2 separate regions of the Danio rerio genome follow, and region 2 is linked to region 1. A link is a contact called in public Hi-C data. All regions are on one chromosome and are shown on one strand. Each heading gives the region's core, a stretch centred on a gene start, on an enhancer-like site or on the middle of the called end of the contact. The rest is flanking DNA. Distances are from core to core; before and after follow the strand shown. Region 1 holds the start of sgk1 (serum/glucocorticoid regulated kinase 1). Region 2 holds the start of mtfr2 (mitochondrial fission regulator 2).

Region 1 (5,165 bases), core at 1,067-3,566:
AGATCAGCCCGGTGGAATGCGGCGGACTCACAAATTTCTTCTTTCACCTTAAAACTTCCTCATCAAGCCAGTGCGCGGCACCTTACTCTCTTCCCTGACCCTATGAAAGACAAAACCTCACCGCTGACATGTAAGTTGAATCTCGCCGAATTAAGCTCTCGCGGAAATGTACGGAATTGTTTTTTGACAATTACGGTCCACTGTAGGTGTCCGCTTTTTATGTACCGGAGACATAGGCGCATCACCTTCCGGGCAGTGACCCGGTTTTAACACTGTACTTGTATCTGGGCTATATTGATACAGTCTGATGATAAGGGCACTTGGCTCAGCCTTTATCAAACATATGAAAAGTCACTCTCGGCTTTCAGAAGAGACTAGTCTAGGATTAACAGCACAATGAGAACTTCGGCGGAATTTAAAGGTTCGTACTTTTCTTGAGAAAAATAATACAATACACGTCTGATGTTGATTAATATGTCTGACCTGTTAGCAATTATAGTATAACGATGTATTAAACGTGGAATATAATAAGAACTGTTAAACATTACGGTAGTTTATGCAAAATATAGCATAAACTGCGCTACAAATACACATGAAATCAAATGTTGTTTGATTGACCTTGTTCATGTTCATTCAGACTCGCAAATGCATTGAAAGCAGCTGGTGTTTTTGAATGTTTTTATTAGCTTTAATGTTTTCTGCTCAGTTCCACTGTCTACTGTTTAAAAGAGATAGCCTACCTTCTTATATTATTATTGGTAATAAGTGGTTAAGTCGAAATTATTTGTGAGACTTCCCAACCATTTATGAGCTTAAATGTTTTTGCGGCTTATGTTCTCAGCTTTTATTCTAACTTATTAAGTTTCATGATTGGCACAGTTAATTAACCGTCTGCGGTTTTTTCATTGCATAACTTTGTGTAATAGGGCATTTCATAATCTTTCGTAAATTCCCTAACATGCTTTGTTTGGCAAGGAATGAATGCAGAAGTTTGATATCTCTTAGAGCAGAGTTAATGAAGTGAAGTCTGACTCAAATCCCCGAATCGGTTCTTTCGAACAGTTCGATTCGAGCACCCATTCAAAAGAGATTCAACGTATTTACGTGACATTGTGGTGTAGATTATTGCTGTAAACTCTCACATGTATGGCCAAAATTTAAGATTATTGCATTTTCATTTTGCTCATTATAATAAGCTAGCTTTGTCCTACTAATTACGTTTTGCCCAATCAGTTATATTGTATATTAATAGAGTTATATGACACTATAATGACTGTGATAATGATAGTGACTGAGGTGAGTTTCATGAATGGAACCCTTTCCTTACAGAAGTAAAAGTAAATGTGTTGCATAGCCTAAATGTCTGTTTTAAACCCACCAAAAAGCCTAAAGGCTACACTACAGTCAATGTTATTATTTTACATTTATTTGTAAAACTAGTGCGTTTTAAAATGCGTTCACTTCCTTGCTTTATCCATCAAAATAATTAGGATTTTACGTTTTAATCAATTGTGACCTTTGATTTTTTTAAATATAGACTGAGAGTGCAAATGAAAGTCTATGAGGGTGTGCATTTTGTGGCAGGGTACGTTTCTCGGTACAACACAGGTATTGAATCGTCCAACTGATTCATTGAAATAATCTGACACAAAAGAATGATTCTTTCTGCGTTATTCCAGTCAGTACTTTTCCAGAGAGTCCTCAAGTTTGGCTCAAGTTCCCTTTCTTTTGTCTCATTCATGCGTCATCTGTCACAACGCTTGAAATGGGACTTTGAGGGGAAAACGTGAGGTACAAAGCAAGAGAAATTTGCAAAGGAATCTATTGTTACTGACTTCTGCACTCGTAGGCTAGCTGTAGTGAACTGTTTATTCTGAAGTAGCTTTGGTTAACAACAAGACTGGGACGTCTGTATTATGACTATTCCAGGGAGCAAAGCAGGTTTGTTTATAAAAAAAAATGTACAGTACTATTTGGATCAGGTTTGCTCTGGTTTTGATCGTTCCTCTCAACAGAACATGCAGTCCTGCGCTTATTAGATCCGGCAAGATCTTGTTTTCAACTGTAAGTTAAGTAACATAACATCAGACTGTCGGGGCGTGACGAGCTGATGTTCCCTTCACTCACAGTTGGCCCCTCAAAGACGTCACGCTTGACTCTGCTGAGGAACATGCACAAAGCCACGCCTCCTCAAACAGAGAGTTGCGTCAAGAAACGCCCCCTGTGCGAGAACACCACACAAGCCACGCCCATTACGCGATCCATACGCTCCTCCTCCGGTGTTTTAAATAGTTGGGACTGTAGTGTAGGAGTTCAGTAGCGCTTTGTGTCGTTTTGGTCTCGGGCCCAGAGTGGAAAACTACAGCCATGACAATCCAAACGGAGACGAGCGTTTCAGCTCCAGACTTGACCTACTCTAAAACAAGAGGACTAGTAGCTAATCTGAGTGGTACGCTTTGTTTTTTTTCAGATGAATGGAATCTTTTGAGCCAACTTTTGTGAGAGAAGGGAAGAATATTAAGTGATTCTGCTTTTTAAATGGAGGTTTTCTTTCTCTGTTTTGTCTTTCATGTGCAGCTTTTATGAAGCAGAGAAAGATGGGACTGAATGACTTCATCCAGAAGCTTTCTGCAAACTCCTATGCATGCAAGCAGTAAGTTTGTTTAATGTAAATGCTGAAAGGAACTGTGCACATGTAGAACAAATCAGTAAAAATAACATATCTGTATCGATTTTTTTGTAATTTTATACTTGAAATACATTTGTAAACATGCACATTATTTGTAACTTATTGCATGTTTACAAATGTATTTCAGCTATAAAATTACAATAAATAGAATACATGTATATTATTATTATTACTGATATGTCATTTCATTCAAATTGTTTTATTAAAACATGCAGTTATAATTTATTATATTTAAACTATTCTCATTTATTTAAAAACAAGCAATTATACATCTTTTTGATTTAAACATCTATTTAAAACAATAATTGTTTTAAATAACTTTTTTAACTATTATTCAAACTGTGTATTTCTTGTTTATTTTAATTATTATATTTATTGATTTATTTATTTTAACTTCCAGTTGTCTTGTTTATAGATTTATCCTCGTTTGTTTTCTCACTGTGCATCTCTGATTTGTTGTTCTTGCAGTCCTGAGGTTCAGTCCATCCTAAACCTGACACCACCACAAGATGTGGAGCTAATGAACAGCAACCCTTCCCCTCCGGTAAATCTGCTTGTGTTTATGTTGTGTTTATAGCAGCAGAAAACATGTTTATATGCAGCCTGCATCTCACTCCAAAACAATGTCTGAATCCTATTAATCCAATGATATCTCTCTGCTCCTCAGCCAAGTCCCTCTCAGCAGATCAACCTCGGCCCTTCCTCAAACCCCACCGCCAAACCATCAGACTTCGACTTTCTGAAAGTCATCGGAAAGGGTAGCTTCGGCAAGGTTCTCCTGGCACGACACCGGAGCGATGAGAAGTTTTATGCTGTGAAGGTGCTTCAGAAGAAAGCCATCTTAAAGAAAAAAGAGGTATGAGATCACACACGCACACAGCTATTCACTTAAGCTTTTTGTCAATCAGTAAGTATGCATGACCTCTTAACCTCTGACCCTTAGGAGAAACACATTATGTCAGAGCGCAATGTGTTACTGAAGAATGTCAAGCATCCATTCCTTGTGGGCCTGCATTACTCTTTCCAGACCACTGATAAACTCTACTTCGTACTGGACTACATCAATGGAGGAGAGGTGTGTACTTTAATAAGCAAGACATTACAAACAATCAGGATTGAGGAGAGAGAGTGACAGAAAATAGAGACAGCGAGGTAGATGCAGACAGAAAAAAGGAAATCCTGTCATGAGAGGAGCGCCTGGGCTCTGAATAGGAAACTCTCATCAGGAAATGGCTGGGAGGGGAAAGTGTGTGAGGTGGGAGAGCCAGATTTAGCAGCTGCGGTGGTTTAGACTGGGTCTAACCCAACAGACGTCTCTGAGGGGCCGGGGGGGGTGACGTTCTCATTTCCTGCCATTGTTCGGGATCGTAGAGAGTCTAGAAAGCTTTGATTAAGTATGCCATTCAGGATGTGGAACTCACAGTCTAATCTGTCTCCTCTTTCTCCCTGTGCTTCCATAGCTGTTTTATCACTTGCAAAGAGAGCGATGCTTTCTGGAGCCGCGCGCTCGCTTCTATGCAGCAGAGATTGCCAGTGCTTTGGGTTACCTGCATTCACTGAACATCGTCTATCGAGACCTGAAGCCCGAGAACATTCTGCTGGATTCTCAAGGGCACATCATCTTGACTGACTTTGGCCTGTGCAAAGAGAACATCGAGCCCAATGGAACGACGTCAACCTTCTGTGGGACGCCAGAGGTGAATACTGGACTTCATTTTATTGGTCCACAGAAGTTTGTTTTAAACACTGCAGCTGAACTGGAGTCAGTATGTGAACTTTTTTGAAGGGTTTTCTGTTTGTCTTGCAGTATTTGGCACCGGAGGTGTTACACAAGCAGCCGTATGACCGAACGGTGGACTGGTGGTGTTTGGGCGCAGTGCTGTATGAAATGTTATATGGCCTGGTGAGTTAATGATTCAATGATTCATAATTTAGGGATGCACCCAAATGAAAATTCTAGGCCAAAAATGATTGACGCACTTAGTCTAAAACTGAAAAGCTTTGTTATTATTATCTAAACGAATTATTTAAGACTTTTTAAATTAAACCAGTGTTTCCCAACCGTGTTCCTGAAGGCACACCAACAGTACACATTCTCAACCTCTTCCTAATCAAACACACATCAATCAACTCATCAGAACATTAGAAGAGACTCTAAGACCTAAAAGGAATGCGTCAGATAAGGGAGACATCCAAACTATGTACTGTTGGTGTGCCTCCAGGAACAGGGTTGGGAAACACTGAATTGAACGACCATTAAATAACCACATTTCATTGACAGTGAAATTGTGTAGACAGTGAACGAGTGGAGGAAAGTTTGCCATTTTTGTTTTTATCACAATAATGTTTAGTGGCCGAAAATTCAGCGCACACCTGATTTAACTGCACATATTTAGCTTATAAGCTGAGCTGACTTTTTAGAAGATGGCTGACTGTTTTTATGTTCTCTCCACAGCCTCCGTTCTACAGTCGTAAC
Region 2 (5,072 bases), core at 1,904-4,403, 270 kb before region 1:
GACAGTTCCTTAAATCATGTTTACATTTTATTGTTGAGAAAGTGAAACAACGTAGCCAGGGTGAATAAAGTTATAAAGTACACTGTTCCCTTTGAAGATTTACCTGTGTCCTCGATATAGTCTGTTTTCCATATCAAACTGAGAAGAAGAGACTGCAGCCTTGATTAAACTTGCGAAGTCTGAATTTACAAGGAGAGGATGCAGGGCTGAACTGTGTGTGTTAGGCTACTTAATATTGAGGAAAAGCCCCAATCAGAGAGGCGAATGTCTGCAGCCCCGGATCCGTTTTCAGATGTCTCCGTTTTCCATCATCCACACTGAAACGGAGCAGCAGCGTTTTAGAATGAAAACGGCCTCTCCAGCGTTTTCAAAACGCTCCGTTTTTGGCGCTCGAGAACTCTGGCGTAGTGTGGACGGTTGGCATAACCGTAGCAAAACTTATGCGTTTTCAAACTAAAACGCATTAGTGTAAACGGGCCCTAAATTATTATTTTTTTTTAATTATGTCTTTATTGTTATCTTAAAAATCATCATTGGTCTGATTGGGCCTTTATTCTGAGCAAATGACAATTTTTGTAAAAGAAAAAAAAATGACAAAAAAATTGTTATTTAAAAAAAAAAATGTTATACATTTTTTAATAAAAACAAAAAAATTATTTTATTTAAACCTATGCCTAGAAAATGCAGAGAATCTGTTAATTTTCAGTAGATCTTTTATCCCCCCCATATCTGTTTGTGTATACGTGTGTGTGCACATATATTACAAATATCAATCAAAACTGATAACCATTAAAATGGCAAAATATAAAAATCTGACTTGACCAGACCAGACCAACATATTATTGAGCCCTGGATCAGCAAAAGAAGCACCCACCTCTTCTCCATTTTCATCTTTTACAACCTGCTTAGCCGAAAGCACTTTTGTGGAAGCAATGGCAGTGGCCAGACTCTAGAAAAAAATAAACACATTTGCTTTTACAATTTTCATGCATATCGCAATACCACATCTGTGCTTATTTAACTCCTCCCTTTAAAAAAAAAAAGTAATACCTCAGTAGGCAGATCAGCACGAATGCGTACAGTGCATCTCTTCAGAGCCATCTGAAACGTGAAGCTGATTACACCTTTAACCCTTAGAAGAGCCTCTTCACACACACCTCTCTGATCCTGTCAAAACAATACATCATCTTAGTCTACGATCTGCACTAACATAAGAAACAATCAAAAGTGCACGTGACAGCTTCACATTTTGTACATACCGCCCCATCCAAGCCTTGTATGTGGAGGGTAACTGATTTGGCTTTCTTGTTAGTGCTGTTAATGAAGAACTGAGGTTTGTTCTTCTTCTTCTTCTGTTGCTCTGGAGTCTGACAACCCGGCCTCTGTGATTGAGCGTTTAACAAATCATGAACCTCTTTTGCTAGGTCTGTAATATCAGTTGTCAAATCGGTCCTTGAGGGAATAGAAAAAGGAAGATAATGAATTTTGTGCATTGATGCAGTGTGCATAATTAGACTAAAGCTCAAAGTGTATATCAAAATTTAAAGTTCATTTGATAAATTCCAGAACATCATAGAAGAAGCTCGATTTCATTATACATTTACAGGTATAAATGGAAAAACTACTAATGATAAAAGTGTTTAGTTTAAAATAAAACACCTCTTTATCAATGACTCCAGGCTGACCATCATGCCAAGCTCATTTCTCATTGTATTGATGTTACGGGGCGATTCAGCCAAGTACCGCAAGGCCTGAGGAGAAGACACTTTAAAACTCTAATTTATACAGATAAAAACATTTCGTCACCTTATATTTATAAAGTTCTATCTGACATTTTTGTCAAAATTTAGTTTTTCACATATTCTTATTAAATGACAACTTACTTACATTATGGGATTTGTTTTGTTTTGTTTTATTAAAAAACAAAACAAATGTTTTGCTATATGAAATGCAAAAACTTTAGAGCTCATTATCTCGAAATATATCAGAACGCAGATAGAACTTACAATTCCAAGGTGACGATTTGTTAATTGACAAATCAGGTCTGAGTGTACCTGAAGGGTGGCAAAAAGCACTTTAGGGTCTTTGTGGTCCAGGAACAGCACTAATCCTGGAAGGCAACCCTGGTCCTGAACAATAACCTCCCGGTTCTGTGGTTCTGATGCCAAGTCCCGTAGCTGTGTCACGACTGATAATGCGTCCATCATTTTTTGTGGAGATCTGAAACACCAGAGGATATAAAGACAATTTATTTGACGGCCATTTGATACTCAATTCAATTCAATTCAGCTTTATTTGTATAGCGCTTTTACAATGTAGATTGTGTCAAAGCAGCTTCACATAAATGGTCATAGTAACTGGAACAGTGTGGTTCAGGTTTTAGTGTTTAAGTTCAGTTCAGTTCAGTTTAGCTCTGTTCAGTGTGATTTAATCATTACTGATACCTAGAAGCTACATTCCTATTGGACAGATGTGATTTATGAATTGTGGTTTTGTTCTATACAAAACACAGCATTTGTTTTATTTATTATGCTATCTTAATATCGTATTTATGTTATGGGCGTATCATGCATGTTTTCTGTTTTATTTTGTGCACATTTCAACCGTTTCGATCACGTGACCGTTTACAATAATAGCCTTTTAAAATTTCGACAATAATAAGGCATTAACAACTACGTGAAAAAAATGAGACCTTAAAAGTACACCTTGTTCACACATGGTAACATGAGACTTCAGAAAAGCTAACGCGAATAGCACACATGCTCAAAACACTACCGCTAATAGCGTGTTAGCAAAACAGCTAAAGTGTTGAAATTGCTATTCAAACATTACTGTAAATTAAATAACATCTATATTTATTCACGTTAACATTGTTACATATCGTTTTCAAAACACTCCTTCGTGTATGTTAATACGACAATTAAATTTATCAGTTTACACTGTCACTGTACTCACCGCTACCGTTACTTTTAACAGCACACACAAACAAATACGAAACTTCCCACTCCTTCTGTTCAAACGAAATAATTGGCTAACGTCTTTGACATCGTTTCTAAATGTTTCAAGTTGATTGGCTACTGGAGCCAACCCCACCGCCCGGACCAATCACAAACGCCCTCACAGAAAGAGCTTTATTTGAGTTTACCTGCACGGGAAGCGTGAGACGGCGAGGAGGTAAAGTGAATAACATTAATTAAACAAATTGTCTTCGTAAATATAAACGGCATTTAATAAGACGACCGTAGGATTAAATGAAACGTAGACATATCCAAAAGTGAAATAACGTTATAGGATATGTTTGAGATACGTGTGTGTGTGTGTGTGTGTGTGTGTGTGTGTGTGTGTGTGTGTTTTCGTACGCACTCATTGGTAGGACAGTTGACGATGCTGGTAATTACCGCTGCATTTGATTACTATTATCTTGCATTTATGTCATTAGTTTTATCGTAGTATTTCAGAATTAATGTATAATCTTTATATTGCGGGTTTTGTTACAGAGTTGAGCGGAATGCAGCTGATTTGATCCCTCTGGTCACGTGGAGAAGTTTGGTGCAGTGTCTGTGTGTTGTTAGTTCATCCGTCAGCAGAAATCCAGCGTGCAAAATATACACACACACAGTCAATGTCTCTGCTGGAGGACATCGTTGACCTGCTGAAATGTGTTCTGGAATATTTTGGAGTGCCTCCAGACATGGTATAGAGACAATCAAGTACATAAAAAAAGTTATTTAATGAAAGTTATAATTTATTAACAGTGCATTTGTGTGTATTGTTGCAGTTGGTTCCAGTATGGGAAAGTACACACTGTGGACAGTACCGAAGCCTAGTCCGAATGATTGGAACAAATCTTCCTCTTTCTCCTTACCCTCGGTTGCGGTTTCAGGTATTTTATGCTGTAGAAATAAATTTGTACTGCTACTAAAAATAATATATAAGAATACTATCAATAAAAACTACAGTAGTTACTCATTGAGGTAAAGTTTGTTTTATATTAACACATTCAAACATTCTCCTTAATAATATAATTTCAGAAAAGTATTATTTACATAATCTAAATAGTGAAATAATATTAGCAGCAAATGACTATCAAAGTACAACATTGTTCACACGCAAATAAATAGAGCTAATGCTGTTTTCAAGTCATACTTGCATGTGATTTCAGGCTGAATATATTTAAAGTACCATGGTAAACCATATAGGAAGCAAGTTGTCACTGAACGAATGTGAGAATATAAAGCCAACTTTACCACTTACCAATTTTGGCACTATTTTGTTTCGTTTTATTGTTTGTATATGTTCAGTGTATTATAGGGCTGTGCGATTTGGGGTAAATATCTAATTGCTATTTTTTATTATTTTTTTGGACAGATTGGGATTGTGATTTGGTTTATGATTTAATTCAAGCTGATTTTAATTTAACTCAAGCTTCAGCTCAATAATCTGTATGTCATGGCAAAAATTTTGTGACAAGAGTCTATTGTTTCTTCTCGTGTAATGGCATAGTTGATGACAACTGATACCATGTCTGCGTTGTCTCACGACACCATCGCAGAAAGTCTAGCATGTTTAATAGCATTGCGGACTGGTTTTGAAGCACTTCACCTCAGATGGTATTCGTTATTTTTGTATATAATTCTGACTTTAACTGTACATATTTTATTTTGCAGCCTCTTGATATTAACTAACTGCAACGTTTCAAATTGCAATACGATTTTGATTTAGCGCACAGGCCTAGTGTAATATGTACTTTTGTTATGTTTATTTTGTTGATGATTTTTAAAATTTTGATTTTAGCTTTTTAATTTTTATTTCAATTTTTCAACTTTTAGCAATTGAAGTTCTTTAGTTTAAGCATTTTATTTTAGTTAGTTGCAGAGACATTTTTGTCGTCTAATGTTTACATTTTGTTTCATTTAAGATTCATTTCATTTTTAGAAAAAACTATTTATTTTAGTTTTCAAGAACAAATCTAACTGCCATGTCTTGACCTTTACATTTTTTTAATCTCAAAGCTTTTTTTTTAGCTTAGTTTAAATTCAGAAAAAATATATTTTATTTTATTCTGTCAGACA

Evidence for each region. A called contact is a pair of places that touch in the nucleus more often than the background predicts.
Region 2: a Hi-C map of embryo shows a contact between it and region 1, with 2.0 times the contacts expected there. The contact joins the promoter of mtfr2 here to the promoter of sgk1 in region 1. A contact is called at or near these places in 4 of 18 Hi-C or Micro-C datasets (caudal fin, embryo, hematopoietic stem cells and 1 more).

Annotation. Positions count from the first base shown.
Region 1 is chr23:34,585,574-34,590,738 of GRCz12tu, reverse strand. sgk1 (serum/glucocorticoid regulated kinase 1) reads left to right here and starts at 2,316. Exons shown (of 10, transcript NM_199212.1): 1 at 2,316-2,449; 2 at 2,578-2,653; 3 at 3,158-3,233; 4 at 3,357-3,545; 5 at 3,633-3,764; 6 at 4,150-4,386; 7 at 4,497-4,592; 8 at 5,145-5,165. The coding sequence starts at 2,368.
Region 2 is chr23:34,854,080-34,859,151 of GRCz12tu, reverse strand. mtfr2 (mitochondrial fission regulator 2) reads left to right here and starts at 3,153. Exons shown (of 8, transcript NM_001077285.1): 1 at 3,153-3,174; 2 at 3,498-3,694; 3 at 3,779-3,883. The coding sequence starts at 3,623. It overlaps armc1l (armadillo repeat containing 1, like), which reads right to left and starts at 3,031. Exons shown (of 7, transcript NM_199539.2): 1 at 2,956-3,031; 2 at 2,055-2,220; 3 at 1,660-1,751; 4 at 1,260-1,452; 5 at 1,051-1,167; 6 at 875-949. The coding sequence starts at 2,207.